Linked DNA regions of Mus musculus: region 2 is linked to region 1. Evidence: chromatin contacts called from public Hi-C data. All regions are on one chromosome and are shown on one strand. The core of a region is the stretch at or near the end of the contact, and the rest is flanking DNA. Distances in the headings are between cores, read along the strand shown.

The links. Hi-C and Micro-C count contacts between places; a contact is called where the count stands out from the background.
Region 2: a contact with region 1 is called in a Hi-C map of embryonic fibroblasts, with 5 times the contacts expected there. The contact joins two enhancer-like sites.

Annotation. Positions count from the first base shown.
Region 1 is chr10:16,496,744-16,500,545 of GRCm38.p6, reverse strand. No RefSeq gene overlaps it. Among named protein-coding and RNA genes, the nearest start is that of Gm20125, 600 kb to the left of the region's middle. Within about 2 kb of position 1,730, at least 36 of the 459 cell types and tissues checked have an H3K27ac peak or open chromatin away from gene starts, as enhancers often do. A contact at or near this core is called in embryonic fibroblasts, where this site is marked.
Region 2 is chr10:16,876,288-16,880,089 of GRCm38.p6, reverse strand. No RefSeq gene overlaps it. Among named protein-coding and RNA genes, the nearest start is that of Gm20125, 220 kb to the left of the region's middle. Within about 2 kb of position 1,654, at least 40 of the 459 cell types and tissues checked have an H3K27ac peak or open chromatin away from gene starts, as enhancers often do. A contact at or near this core is called in embryonic fibroblasts, where this site is marked.

The DNA of each region.
Region 1 (3,802 bases), core at 481-2,980:
CATTAGTTTTAAATATGAATAAATTGAATCTCAAGAGAAAATTCTCAACTGTGTATATATGTTTATTTAGAGCTTAGACTTAAAACCAGATTGATAAGTAGAGAATATTTCTAGGGTGTATAATTGTTTCTATGACACTTTGTTTTTAAGTTTTTGAGAAACCTAATTTAGATATTTTGAATTGGTTTTACCCAGTGAAGCTGAGACTTATCAGTAGTAGAGATTTGTTTGTTTGTTTGTTCTGTTTGTTTTGTTGTTTTATTTTTGCCTGCCATTGCAGAGCATGCTATCTTGAGGTTGGCATTTTGCACACTATTACGAACTATTAAGTTGAATACGCAACACTGAAGAAAACACCCAAGAAAAGCAGCTTTTCATTGGGAGGCATCAATCCTGTGACTATAAATTCCAGAAGAATGAAAAACATGATTTTTTTTTGTTCTAGTTTGAGGAATTTATTTAAAACAAAACAGAAAGGTCAAGTCTCAGGAAGACATTCTGCGAAAGATGTAGTCTTCTAATTGAAAAGTACTTTTAAGTGGCGTCAAGAAGAATAACCAGTTGTCCATGGGAAACTATAAACTTGCATGGAGAAGCTGAATGAATTTTATATTATAACATAAAAAGAGAGTTGAACCTCATCTTGTAATCTTTTCATGGTACTGAAATATAGAATGAAAATAAAAGCAAATAATTGCAGATTTTATGCTCATATTTCAAATTCCTCTCAGCTCACACTAACCTGGATGTCACTAATTTGATTTAAGTCAATGCGTCATCTGACTTGAGGCTGTCATTTTGCCCTCTATTACACATTTAGGAATAAATACCTCTCTGAGGCATGAACTTGATGAAACACTCTAAAACATTTAAGCACTTAATCAAAATATCACAAATATTGTAAAAATACCTGTTTCATTTACCCATTTGCTTTATTAGTGATTGTAAATTTGTAAGCAGATCTCATCACATAGACAAAGAAGACACATAGTGGAGTGCCCTGTAATGCAGATATGTTTATCAAGCTCTTAGACTGACTAGAAATGTATTTTCTTGTTACTTTGATAGCAGAGCGGTAAGCACTTTATATCTCAGATCAATAGACAGAAATATGTATTTTACTGGAGAGAAGCGAGCTTTTGTATTGTCTTAAAATTCACTTTGCTGTCATAGGAGCTCATTTTAAAGTCTCTTTCTTGTCAGCAATAATATTTTGTTTCAGTCTGATGCATAATATGTTTCCCCTTTGAGAAAACTACTCATCTTAAATAGAACAAAGTTTCAAAATGGCATATTAGATTGATCTCTTATTCTTTGTGACTACAAGCTTTAACTCTGGAGAAAAACTAAGACTAACAAGAAAGACGATGGAATTTCACATTAAGAAACCTGATAGCTAAAGTTCCCTACAAAAATAAGGCTGTGACCAAAGTTGATACCTTTGTGTTGAGGTTATCATTGAGAGGAAAATAAGCAAGACTGGAACATTCAGACTTTGTATATGTGTCTATTTAAAGGACTTTTGACATCACAACCATGTGCTGTTGTCAGGGAAGAAATGGAAAATCTAGTTACGACTGTCTAGTAGGTCTATCATTATTCAGGATGAAAATACTGGTTAGTCATTCACTAACTCAGAATTCTCCCATTTTAGCAACTTAATACAATGTCATGAAACAACTACCACAGACAGTTTATAACAAGACTCCCTGCCAAAAATACATACTTGTAAGGAAAACAGGAAACACAGAAAGAAGTCAACCTTAGCCAGTGCTCTGAGTCACTCCTTCCTGTAGATTCATCTATTACAAAACTCTATTTTCACAAAACATCTAAAGTAGGGCAGGGTTGGCATGCCTGTAATCTCAGCAGTTGTGAGCTGACAGCAGGAGTTCAAGGCCAGTCTCAGCTATGAGATGAGATAGAACCCAATCTAAGCTATAGCTACTCTTTTAATAAACAAATAAGTAAAAGAGCTAAGAGAGTTCAGCCGAGCAAGGAAAAGATTAGAACCTCACAGTCCTAGTGATATCCCAAGCTTTTATGTATGTATTTTCTGGGTGAAATTAAGAGCACACAAATTTTGCCTTAGACAAATTTATTCTATTTTTTATCTAATGAAGCTTCCCCAGGTCCAATCATTTCCAAGATATAGCCCGGAAGTGAGTTGTCACAATGATCTAATCATTTAATACAGGGAACAAATTCAGTGAATTGATATAAAAGTGATACAATGAGATATTGATTGTGCTGATCCACACCAAAACCAAGAGGTCTTTCCAAAGATAAAAATAATAAATACAACTAATTTACTTTATTTAGAATTTTTGAAGTTCACTCATTGAATTAATCCTTAGATTGTAAGACCATCACATTAAAAATTAAAATAATATTACAATTATGACATCACTATTACAAACTGAAGCATATATTTGCTTTGTATATGTATTTGAGGTTCACAGGTGAAATAACTTTCCTTCAAAAAATTGCATAGCTAGCCAACATCGATGATAACTAATGAACACTAGTGGGATGCGAGTCAGTTTTAGGCTTAGCTGTAATCTACCATTTGTAGGCTCTGGGTTTAAAGATTTGTTACAGTTGTGAATCAGAGCCCTGAGCTGGGGCCAGGAACTTGCCATGCTGGGATGCCTGACAATTTAGTATTTTGCCTTGAGCAAATGAATAGCCTCAGTTATCAGGATAGCAGGGAAGCTTGGAAAGAAATGCAAACACTCAAACTATACGGTATATAACCATACCTACAGTCAGGTCAGGGTTAGGTGGAGATCACTGCACAGGCTTCGGTGCCAAGGAAAGTCTAAAAATTCTTGGGCACAAGATATCCTGAAATATTCCATGGCATCTCTCTCTCTCTCTCTCTATTTATTTGTTTGTTTGTTTGTTTTTTCAGGACAGGGTTTCTCTGTATAGCCCTTGCTGTCCTGGAACTCACTTTGTAGACCAGGCTGGCCTCAAATTCAGAAATCCGTCTGCCTCTGCCTCCTGAGTGCTGGGATTAAAGGCTTGGGCCACCACGCTCGGCTAATGGCATCTCTTTAACAGAGAAATCCCTGCTTCCTCTGAGATAAGTGGAACACCCTATGAATTGATATGTGACCAGGGCTAGATTTGCAGGATCTGTCTGGGTAGCAAGAAGTTTCTCAAGACCTCGTTTGGTTAGATCTTTGAGCTTGAGGAAAAGGCCCTTGTAGACATTTCTGTCTGCATTCCCTTTCCAAACCCCATATGTGTTCATAAACTCTCAAACAGCTCTTTGAAGCTTATACAGGGATCCTAATTTGTTTTCTTGGATGTATTCTTTCTTGACCTGGATCTCTCTGAACTGACTGGGGCTTTTTTTCTTTCCTCTTGCTCATGCTCTTGATAGCTTTATACTTTGAAGAAAAATATCAGAAAAGATAGTCTTTCTCATTGGTGCTATTCTCACTGAAGGGAAAATTTGAGACTCACCTGGTGTCTATTTAGGCTGGCAGTTCAAAGTCCTAGTGTCAAGACAGTATATACTTTTTAAAGTGAGAGTTAGAGAAACGTCCCTTACTTTAACTTTTGGGTATTTCCCTGCATATCTAACTCAGAATCATTTCTCACTTTCTTCCCTTTCTATAATGTGAGATATACATTCTCTACCATTGAGTGACAGCTGCGACTGGCCTCCTTCATTATGTGATACTTTAGTATATCTGTTAAGTACCTTGGAGAAAGCAGTGATGTGCAGAGTAGACTGTTTTAGGAATTCCTGCAGTCTCAAGTAGTTAAGGACGAACAGAATTTCTTCAGT
Region 2 (3,802 bases), core at 405-2,904, 380 kb before region 1:
ACTTTTTAAAAGGAAGGACAGGCTATTTCTCTTGAAGAAAATGTTTCATTCAACAATTCACACAAATATTTCAGAGGAGCATATGAATAATTAAGGGGAGATCAAAAGCAGAAAAACCTACTGACACTACAGTCAGTGGATGCTCTGAGAAGGGGTTTATTTTGCAGCTTTAGCTGTAAACTGTATTATTTCAGAGTTTCAGTTAAAATTAGAAAGGCTCTTAAATATAATTCACTGCCATTTTCTGGCCATGGATCAGTCATTGCTGTAACGCTGTCATAGAAGCTAAGGCCAGCTTGAGCCTCTGTTGGAGAACCTCCAGAGAGAAGAAAGTCATTACTTCACAGGAGAGCTCATTACTGGGTGGCATCCACATGTCCCGTTGTATTTTACTTGATTATATCTATTTCCAGTAGCTTTCTTGGTTTTTAAATGAAAGGTAATATCAAGTCTTTATTGATATATTCAGCCTGTCGTAATATATAGCACAAAGGTAGCCATGTGAAAAGATGACCTTATGTTGATTTGATGATAAACAGAAAACAAATATTTATCCAAAGTAGCTTTAAAATGACATAGCTGTTATTTGTTTGGGGGACATAAAAAACACTATTATACAAACCACCAGGAAAACGTAAGTAAAAACAGTAGATTAACAACATGCATTTTTTAATTTCATTCTGCTAGGAGTATGGTTTTTATCTCACGGATTCTTCTTTTGCTGATGATTCTATTAAATGCAGCTGAGCTAGATGGATTGTATCACAAAAACTTTATTTTGTCATATTTAGGAGAAAAATGCCAACTGAGACAGTGGTTATAAAAATTCATTGTTCCAGCAGCTGTTTGGTTATAAAATTATTATACTAAAAGCTTATAAATACATGCTGCACACTTCATTGAGAGGCAAAGTGGTGTTTTATGACTTTTTAGCATTTCTTAGGCATGATTTTCAGTAATGAGTTAAAACAACTTTCTTATAAAAAAGAAAATGCTTTCATGAATTTTCTTTAGAATCACAAGGGGAAGACTTGTCTGGGAAGGGAAAGAACATTGGTGGGAATTCCAAGGAGTGGCTTTGAGTACTTTGAGCCTTTCTGTTTGTTTTTTATTTTTGGTTCGGTTTGGTTTTTTTTTTTTTTTTTTTTTTTTTTTTGCTTTCTTGTGACTTTGAGAAGCCATTATTATGAATAGTCATTCTTCGTACATGTGAAAAGATACACTTGCTTTTACTGGCTGCTGCAAAGGATGGTGTTAAAAATCACAGGAAGCCCTGTGATGACCAGTCTTTAGTAAAAGCAATACTGGGACATGTACATAAGCACAGGGCTGATTAGGAACTTTCCATTCCAGATTATAGTCCTAGAGGACAGGCCAGCAAATGTATCCATATATATCACAGGATTATATACTGCCAAGTCATGGCTTGATCAGACATGCCCACATTAAAGTATTCAGTAAAACAAAGCAGAAGTGTATTATATACCACTTTTTTTCTTTTCTTTTTTCATTTATTTCTTTACTCATTCACTCACTTTACCTCCTGATTGCAGCTACTCTCTCTTCTCAGTCCTACTCTTATAAGTCCCATGCCACCCCATGACCAGTCCCCTCAGAGAAGGGGAAATCCCCCTTGGGTACCACTCCATTCTGGCACATCCAGTCTCAGCATGACTAAGCACATTCCTCTCCCAGTGGGCCCAAGCAGGCAGTTTCCCTGGGGAAGGTGATCCAATGGCAGGCAACAGAGTCAAAGACAGCTCCACATGAAAACCAACTTGTAGATCTGATACAAATTTGTAGAGGGCCTAGGGCCAGCCCCTTTATGCTCTTTGGTTGGTGGTTCAGTCTCTGTGAGTCCCCATGGTTAGGTGACTCTGTAGGACTCCTTGTGGTATCCTTGACCACTCCAGTTTGCTCAGTTCCATCCCCCACTCTTCCATAAGATGCCCTCAGCTCCACCTGATATTTGGCCTGTCTTATAAAATTTTAAAAAAAAGAAAAGAAGATTAATAAGAAAGGGATTCATTCATTCAAGTATGATACTGTTTTGCTAGTTTAATTTTAAGCTCGACTCTGTCCATCTAAAAGAATGTACTAATTTCACCAGTCTATAGAATGCTGAGTGTGGGTCACATTGTTCTGCCAAGTCAATCAGAAGGATCAGAAGGTAAAGTTCTTGATCTGGCATCCTAGTTAGTTCTGGTGCTGATAATAGGATGTAGGAAAGAAAGCCTTGATGAAGTGAACTGAGTGGGGAGAAAGCACAGTATCAGCCTAGCCCCACAGCAGGGCTTCTGAATATGAGAAGTGGGAGTAGAGACCAGGGATGCCAGGCATTCCTCTTCATGTCTAATAATGTTAAGATTACATTTGAAGGCTAAAGGGTGCCAACTCTGCTTGTAGAATCTGGTAAACATGTAGTCAACTCAAAAAGAAATTAATGTAACTAAGTAGTTTACTCAGGGATTTGATTTTTAATAAACTATTGAATGGTTTTTAAATTTTTTTATTGATTTATAGAGATTTAGAAAAATACTATAGAGGCTTCTCATGCAACCTTAATCCAGTTTTCTCCCAAGGAGTTTGGTCTCACATAAATATAGTACAATGCACAGTGCAACAAGCTAGCATCTTACTAAGCACATGTGCTTCTGTGTCATTTTATCCCATGTGCAGTTCTGTGCAAGAACTACTTCAATCATGAAAAGCAGGTATTTCACAACTACAAAAATATCTTTCATGCCATATTTTCATAGTTATTTTATTCCCTCTTTTCCCTCCAAGTAGCCTCAATAGTTGGCAACCTTTGATCTCTGTTCCATTTCTAGAACTCTGTCTTTCTTATTTTGTTAGATTAATTAAATATATAGTATGTAACCTTTTTGATTGGGTTGTTCAGTCAATTAATTGGATTTTGTCCTCAGCATAATGTCCTGAGATCTATGTGAACGTTGAACCGGTCAATAATTAATTGCATTATTGTTGTTGAATACTATGCCATGGTTCTGAATGTATAATATCTAGTTTAAATATTCAGCTATTAAACAGTGTCTTTACTATTAATATTTCTTTCTATTTTAATTTTATGGCACAGGTTCTTGCCATCTGTTCCAGAATTCCTTCCTGGTACTTGCTTTGTAGTCCTGGCTGGCTTTGAACTCACGGTAAGGCTTCCTAGGTGCTAGGATTACAGGCAGTATTTAGCTATTAAAAATGAAGTTATATTCATGTACTATGATGGAGTTCAAGATTTTATTTCTTGGGGTCAAAGTAATGCATAAGGATGTCCTTGTTACATTGTATGGATCTTGTACATTTTGTTTTCTGTGAAACTATTTGTTTTCCAGGATGGCTCTATTATCATTCTTTATATCATTTCATTTCTGATTAGCGAAGAACAAGGGATTCTATTTTGTTTACATTTGGCCTGCGTTTGTTCTAAAAGATTTAAGCATTTTAGCCATTTTGATGAATATGTTTATCATCACAATATTGCTGTAGTGAGTTTGGCTAATTGCTAGAGATGGGGAACGTGGTTATATATGTGTTCATTCATTCTTGTGCGGCCTTGGATGAACTAGGTCTTTAGGGTTTTACTCATTGTCTAATTACATTTTTATTTTAATATCAGATTTTGAGTTTTTTATTCAAGTCAGGTGAGTTATTTGTCAGATGTGAGACCTGGAAATATTTTCACATTGTGTATTCTCTTTTACACCCACTTGATAGGTAGGGTCTTTTGAAAGACAAAGATTTGAATTAAGGTGACAAATTTTGGAGGCAAATACTTTTAATTTTG